2 separate regions of the Sus scrofa genome follow, and region 2 is linked to region 1. A link is a contact called in public HiChIP or PLAC-seq data. All regions are on one chromosome and are shown on one strand. Each heading gives the region's core, a stretch centred on a gene start, on an enhancer-like site or on the middle of the called end of the contact. The rest is flanking DNA. Distances are from core to core; before and after follow the strand shown.

Evidence for each region. HiChIP or PLAC-seq counts read pairs in DNA pulled down with a chosen protein or histone mark.
Region 2: a contact with region 1 is called in an H3K27ac HiChIP or PLAC-seq map of skeletal muscle. The contact joins the promoter of HECTD2 here to the promoter of PPP1R3C in region 1. A contact is called at or near these places in 1 of 5 promoter capture datasets (liver), 18 of 47 Hi-C or Micro-C datasets (alveolar macrophages, brain, embryonic fibroblasts and 11 more) and 2 of 2 datasets of contacts at active chromatin or transcription factors (alveolar macrophages and skeletal muscle).

The regions. Positions count from the first base shown.
Region 1 is chr14:103,276,932-103,280,663 of Sscrofa11.1, reverse strand. PPP1R3C (protein phosphatase 1 regulatory subunit 3C) reads left to right here and starts at 1,907. Exons shown (of 2, transcript XM_005671280.3): 1 at 1,907-2,784. The coding sequence starts at 2,771.
Region 2 is chr14:103,094,101-103,097,832 of Sscrofa11.1, reverse strand. HECTD2 (probable E3 ubiquitin-protein ligase HECTD2) reads right to left here and starts at 2,141. Exons shown (of 21, transcript XM_003483528.4): 1 at 1,876-2,141. The coding sequence starts at 2,013.

The sequences.
Region 1 (3,732 bases), core at 658-3,157:
AAACAGACAGTAGAATGACGGTTACCAGGGGTTGGGGGTGGAGTGGGGCAATGCGGTACCAAGAGTACAAAGTTCAAGTGCTCTAATTGCAACATGGTTAATAATACTGTATTATACACTTGGAAGCTGCTGAGAGAGTATACCTTAAATGTTTGCACCACAGAAAAGAAATGATAATTATATGACGTGATGGAGGCTTTAGCCAGCACTGTGGTTGTAATCATTTTGCAATATGTAAGCGTACCAAATCAATTCCTTGTACATTATAAACTTACATAATGTCATATGGCAATTACATCTCAATAAATCTGCGGGGGGGGAGTGGGGAAGAAATGAGAGGTCTGTATCATGCAATTTATTGAGGCTCGCCCTTTCTTGGAAAGAGCCCTGTTCCCCTGAATTCTATTTTGAGTTTGGAGAGGTGACTTTTATGGCATTAGTCAGCACCAGGGGGCAGAAGAGATAGCAGCTTGAATGGAAAGAAGCCCAAACTCAAAAGGTCTCTGTGAGTCAAGGCAGGAAGCATGTGAAAGCTTCCAATACCGTTCCTGGAATTGGAAAGTCTTAAGTTATTTAAAAGTGGTTTCTCAACTACAGAAGAAGTCCATGTTCATTGTAGAAAAATTTAAAAAGACAAAAAACAAAATAACAAAGAAAAATTTACTTACTCAAAATCTCACCATCCAAAAGTAAGCACTGTTAACGTTTTGGTAGAGCATATTCTATTTTCTATGTGTGCACATCTTACCACTAAAACAAGATCACAATACTTTTTTTTTTGTTTGTTTTTTTGTCTTTAGGGGGCTGTACTGGTGGCATATGGAGATTCCCAGGCTAGAGGTCTAATTGGAGCTGTTGCTGCTGCCTATGCCAGAGCCACAGCAACACCAGATCTGAGCCGCGTCTGTGACCTACACCACAGCTCATGGCAATGCGGGACCCCCAATCCACGAAGTGAGGCCAGGGATCGAACCCACAACCTCATGGTTCCTACTCAGACTCATTTCCACTGTGCCATGACAGGAACTCCAGGATCACAACACATTCTTACTTTATGTTTCCCCATAACTTTAATTCGTAATAGCCACTCTTTAGCTCAACATAGGATTGTGAGTAGAGGAGAAAAAACCTCAACTCAGTGTCCTAGTTTTGACTCTGACCTAACCAGCCCCTGGCAAGCAGCTCAGCTTCTCTAAGCTTTAGATGCCTCATCTGTGAAATAAAGCCTCTGAAGCCAGTGATACCTAAGGTGCCTTCCTTTTTTTACCATTCTAATCATTGAGAAGTACTTAAAGGAAATGTTAGCAGAGTAAAAACTAAAACTGAAGGCAAGGGCACTTACTTGAGAGCCACCACAGGTTGAACACACACCAGTCACTATGCTGAGTTTTCCCACCCATACAATTTCATTTAATTATCAGAACAACTTCACTATCTCCATTTTACAGGTGAAGGAGTTGATGCTAGAACTTGCCTAGACTCCAGTGTCAAAGACCGTGTCCCTTCAGTTAGTTTTGGTTGGGCTGAGAGGCCAGCAGATCTGCTCTGAGGTGGATGTTTCCTTTCAAAAAAAATCAAGCCCAAGCATTAAGTACCTTCCCCAGGGCTATTTAGCATGAGTTTCCTTTTCTTTAATAACTCCACTAACAATTCTACTGTTTGAGAGTGATTTAAAAGACACAGAGATTTTTGTACATTTTACATTGTACATTTTGTACATTTTAGAGGACTACTGGATAACTAAGAGAGCAGAAAAAGGACAGGGGTTTTATAAAAATAATTTAAACTCGACTTAGAAATACAATTTTATGGTTGTAACTGATGGTCGAAAACCCCCCCAAACTAAACAAAATTACGAAACCTCAGAGAGGGTAATTGGCTTGGGAGAGTCATGAAACTCGCAGTGTGATATTTTAACATTTTGGTTTTCACATCACTGCCAGAGGACATCAGAACAGAATTGAGGGATTTGGATTGACCACTGGTTTTGTGGCTGACTGGCCGCATGAGCGAAAAAGAAAGCCATTTCATTCCTGGCTTTAGTTTTCTCTTCCAGGGAGAAAAACTGAAGAAATGGTCGCAATACAAAGTGTCTTTTAATTAAATGCTGCCTTACTGTCTTATAGGGTTAATATGGTTTATTAACACTGGTTAGATAGGCAGTCTATTTGTGGGTTCACGTTAACACCAAGATGTGACCGACTGCTCAGGCCAAGGAGAGGGAGAAGATGAGCTGATGCACCAAGCAATGAACAAGATAAAAATTTCAAATACAAATGCATTTGGAACGAGCCACAACGTTCTGCACTAAGATTTTACCGTGCACAGAAGCCTTTAGAAGCGAAAGGGATCTCTTTGCGCCGCAGTCCCGCGGTGCTGGCGCCCGGCCCGGGGGAGGGTTTAGGGCTTTCTCTTCTGGCTTGCACCCGCTACGTGCGCCACGGGGTTGCCTCCGCGGCCCCTCGCCCGGGGTTCGCGTTACGCGGCTCGGGCCAGCTGTCCCAGGGGTACCCCGGCGCCCGCGCTTCCCGCACTACCGCAGTCACGTCCACGGGGCCGGGGCTCGAGTCCCAGCTGAACGCTGGTTGGTCGCGCCCTCGAGCTCGCGGCCTGGTGATTGGTCCCAGCCGTTGGCTCACGTGGTCGGGAGCAGATAAGCGGCCTCTCGGGCGCCGCACCCACAATCCGCCAGAGCTGCCGCCCAGTGGGTACCGCGGGGAGCCTGGTGCGAAATTACGCAGGTAGTGGAGTGCCGCCGCCCCTCTGCCTGATGAGCTGCACCAGGTAGGTTCCCTGCAGACTCTCCGCCTGGGCTCCGAGAGAGCGCGCAGCTGGGGGGAGGTTGGGCTGCGTTTTCCTTCCGTCATCACTGCAAATGGAGAACCCAGGAGAGGGCAAGTAGACTGACTGCTGGCACCGGGGATAACTCCAAGGAGTGGAGATTTCCCATGTGCTTTTTAGGCAGAGCTGGTGTTGGTAAATGGCATCTTAAACCAGAAACTGTCCTAACGTGAGTCAGCTTTAGTTCAGATTCCGTAAGGGATTCTGACCGCATCTTTTTTGTCCCGCACAAATGCCTCAAGGACTAGGACAGCTTAGCTCGTGGGTACAGCGCTCTGAGACTGCTGGTTGGATTGTTTAGCTTTGGGGAAAAACTGCAGGACGATGTTTGCACTCCTGGGTGTTCAGCTCTTCTTATGACGGTTTGCCATAGCAAACTCGGCCTCAGAGTGTGAGCAAATGATTATTTTTTTTAACTCTTGAGTAGGACTTAAAGTTTCAGAGAAATCGCCATATTCAAAAACTGTCTTTCTATAGGTGCAAAAAGTGAAAATACGAAACAGGATCCCCGAAAGAAAGAAAGACAGGAAAAAACCTCCCTCAAACTATTTAAATAGCTTCTCCAGGCATAACTTAGCAGAAGACTTCTCTAAAAATCCTGCCTGTTAACTATTATTAGACCCACAAATGTAGCTTTCCTCTTTCATTTGTTTGTTCTAAGTTTGTAGGTCTCCCAGAAAAAAACCCAGGATTAATAAAGTAAATTCTCTGAGTGTTCTTTTATTATCCATTTTATGACCGAGACCATTTGCCTATATGCTTAGAACTGCTGCTGGCTTACTAAAGCCAGATTGAAGTCACATAATATCCATGCACCTCTTATCTGAAGGTAAAAAATGTCCATAAGCTTGGCAATATATTCTCAGGGCTAAAGGCCAGAAAAAATACTCT
Region 2 (3,732 bases), core at 892-3,391, 180 kb after region 1:
CAATTTAACCTATGTCTTTTCAAGGTTTGATTTAAGATTTTTAAAAATTTCTTGAACTAGTCTTCTGATTGGTCACGCTCGTCCAGATTCTTTGATTCGCACTTTCAAAATCCTCTAAGCTTTTAAAACTGAAAGATTTTAGTAACTCACTTGGTGATAAAACATGTACCCTACCTGAACTCTGACAATCCACCCTGAGCTGCACTATATGAAGCTGCAGAGAGACCTCAGCTAATTCAGGGTGAACAATACATCCCTTTCACTACAGAGCTATTATTATGCTTGATTATGGGGAACTGGCCAGGACCCCACGGTAGATGCTATACATGACATATATACTGAATTACCTTTCTACAATCTGAAAAACTCTGAATTTCAAAAGCCCATGGGTTTGAGTTAACAATCTGTAGACCTGTGTCCACACTGTATCAATCTCTCCAAGCTTTTATTCCAAGTCTTCAATTTTTCAGTTACGATGAGGTAAGTTTCAGGGATCATGCTTACTTGAGGACCTAACCCCATTCGTGTAACTGTTCCTATAAGCATATATGCATTGTTTTAAACTGACTTAGAAATGATCTGCTGAAACACTGCCTATTTGCCAGTTAAGAACCTCCCAGATAAGCTCTGAAAGCCTAGGATTCCTACAGCAGGAACTGGGTCTAAAAGCAGCTGGGTGACAAATTCCTTCAAAGCATTTCCCAAAGTAATTCCTACTCACAACTCCAATTTACCAATCAACCACAGTAATTTTTTAAAATTGTCATTCTATTACTGTCTGCACTCTGCTGTGCTGATTTAACATAAAAAGCTTGCTCTAACAATTTCCAGTTATCACAGTCCTTAGACATTTTTGAAAAACCTGCCGAATCAAAACATTATTCCTGTAATACTTTAAATTAGAGTGAGCTATTTTCATAAGTTCTTAGTCACTTAAGAGGGAGGTTTTAAGAAAATGAATTGCAAGCAGGAATAAAGAAAATGTATCCTGTTCTCTAAACTTTTACTATTTTGTCACACAGGGCTGCATAAGTCATGGTCTTTAAAAGTATGAAAGTTTCAAGAAGTAATTTGAATATTGTCTCAAATAAAAATCTCAAAAATCAGAGGTTAATTTTGTGCGTGTGCTCCAAAGTAAACAGTCATAACCACCAGTAAAAATAGGGAAGGGGGGCTGGCCCATTACATCATCTGGCAATATGCAGTTTCAAGCCAGAGAGCGCTCCCCAAATAATCCTTAAGAAAATCCTGCTGGGAAATCATCGCCTTGAAGCTTAGATCACTTGAGTCTAAAGAAAGGTTAAAAAAGCCTCCCCACCTTATGTCACATGTCTGTACCATATGAAAAAATAAAACCATCATCGAGGCATCCACCCCCCACTACCCTGACTGTAAAGGAAAGGTCACAATTAAGTGGAAACTCGCCGCAAAGCGGGTTCAATCCGAAGGGGGAAGGGAAGGAAAAGCGAACCAAAGGGGGAAATATTCGCTTCCACAATGCTTGCAGGCAGGCAGCTCAGTGGAAAATCTACTCTCGCCTGTCTGACACCTTATCCTCATCCAACAGATGATGCTGGCTCCAAGGTGCTGGTCATTTCCTAAGAGAGAGTGCCCCCACCCCCAACCAAAAAATAACCGAAAGCAGCCAGGAGACCCCGCTACCCCGGCATTTCCCGAGGGTGGAAGGTGCTGCTCGCGAAGTGATCGCGGCTGCCCAGGAGGCACAACTCTGATTTCGGCCAGAGGAAGGGCAGCCAGGGCGTTTTTCCCCGCATGGGTCCGGGGGTACCAGGAGGAGACGCGGGTCCCAGGGCGCCCCTCGACCCCCTCCCGACCCGCCGTCGGGGCGCCCCGCGGCCCCCGCCCGGCACCTACCGCAGCCGCACCGGCGCCCGCCGACACGATGGGTGGCAGCTTCTCGCGCTCCGGCTCCTTCCCTTTCTTCTCCTCGGGCGCGGCCGCCACCACCGCCGGCGGCGCGGCAGGCGAGGGCACCCGATCCGCCTCACTCATGTCTGGCCGGGCGGCGGGAGCGCGAGGCGGCGGCAGCGGCCGGGGTGCTGCTTGGCGTTGGCGCTGCTGCCGCCGCGGCCGCGAGAGGGCTCTGGGCCGCCGTGTCCAACCACCGCCGCTCCGCCCGCGCCCGCGCCGCGCCGGGAGCGCGCCCGGATACCCCGCCCCGCCCCCGCCCCAGCTCCAGCCCCAGCGCGCGCCCGGCCGGCCCGCAGCTCCCGCCTGCTCCTGGCCTCGGCCGCCCCCGCCCCGCCCCCGGCTAGGCCCGTGGGTCGCGGGTCCCGGACGCTGGCCACTACCTCCCTCGCCAATCCCCGGGACTCGGGAGACTAGGCGCCGAGGCTAGGCCGCCATTTTTTTTTGCGGATCGTCGCCCGAGTTGGCGAGAAGGGGGTCCGGACTAAAGGGTCGGGAGTCGGGGGTGTGGGGAGGAGCGACCAGACGAGGCCTGCCTAGGGTCGCACGGGGATAGAGCGTGCCTCCGTGGGGGCGGGGCGAGTGCGGCATCCTCCACTGCACCGACAGCCCTAATTTGGGGCGTCTAGATTCGTGGGACCTGCTGGTGGTCTTTACGTCCCCAGCGCCCGCAAAGCCGTCGCCTTGGGGCCAGTGCTTGTCCCTGCCACCCCTGCCTGCCCGTTTGCCCCAGGAGAGAGGTCTCTGAGCTCTTCCTCAGGAGACCACCTTTCCTTTGAAGTCGACCGACCCTTTCTTTCTAGATGCCGGGCAGCCCCCACCTCCAAGGAAAAGCCTCAGAATGGAGGAGGGGGAGTGAGACGTCTTGGGCTCCACCTTCCCCACCGCAGGGCGGGGCAGCCAGGCCACACTTTCCATTCCTGTTCCTCTCGTCCCCACTTGGACTGCCAAATCCGCCTCTCCCTTCCCGTCCCCACGCGCCTACATCTCGCTCTCGCCCTGCTTCCCTTTGCTGCCTCTATCCCTTCCTTGTTCGTTTCCTTTTATAAATTACAGATGGACAGACTCAAGCGCGGCTGCACAATCCTTAATGTCAGATCATTAATATGGGGACGAACTTTAAAACTGAAGAGGAAAGCTTTAATTTTGATATTAAACCACCCCCACCCCCACCCCCACGACCAAGCCACAGAGACAATTTCCTTTCCTTTACGCCCCCTCCTTTTCCTTTTCTCAGTCTACTGGAGCTGCGGAGACAGCTGCTGATCTAAGAGAAGGGAGAGAGTAAGAATGCTCCGCATTGCCTATTAAAAATAGGGAATTACTCGACATTCACATCTTCGGTTTTTTCGGTTGTGACTTTTACTTGAGGTTGAAGAATCAAAGATATCCGGATCCAAATAAAAGAACCAAAAATATCTCTGAAATATATTTGGGACGATGTTTGGGTTATCTACTGTTTTACAGAATTCAGTTATTAGCATAACTAAGTACTAGTTACAGTGTATCACGAAATGGAGTTGCCTGTTTTCCAGACGCAGTTGTAACAAGCAGATCGAAAGCAAACCCTGTAATGAGTATAATAATGAGTACCTTCTAAATGGTACATTCTGACTTTGATTTCTAGAAAGCCTTTCTAGTTTTAATATAGTTGCTGTCATCACCTATTTAAATGCTAATTAGCAAAAGGTATGGAGTAAGTGCCGTATAGTTAGCAAAAATTATTAAAGTGCTAATTAGCCTTGGGAGAAAATGAGGTGGACTGGGATTACTTTGAAGCATTCTCCTTTCTATTTTTCTTGA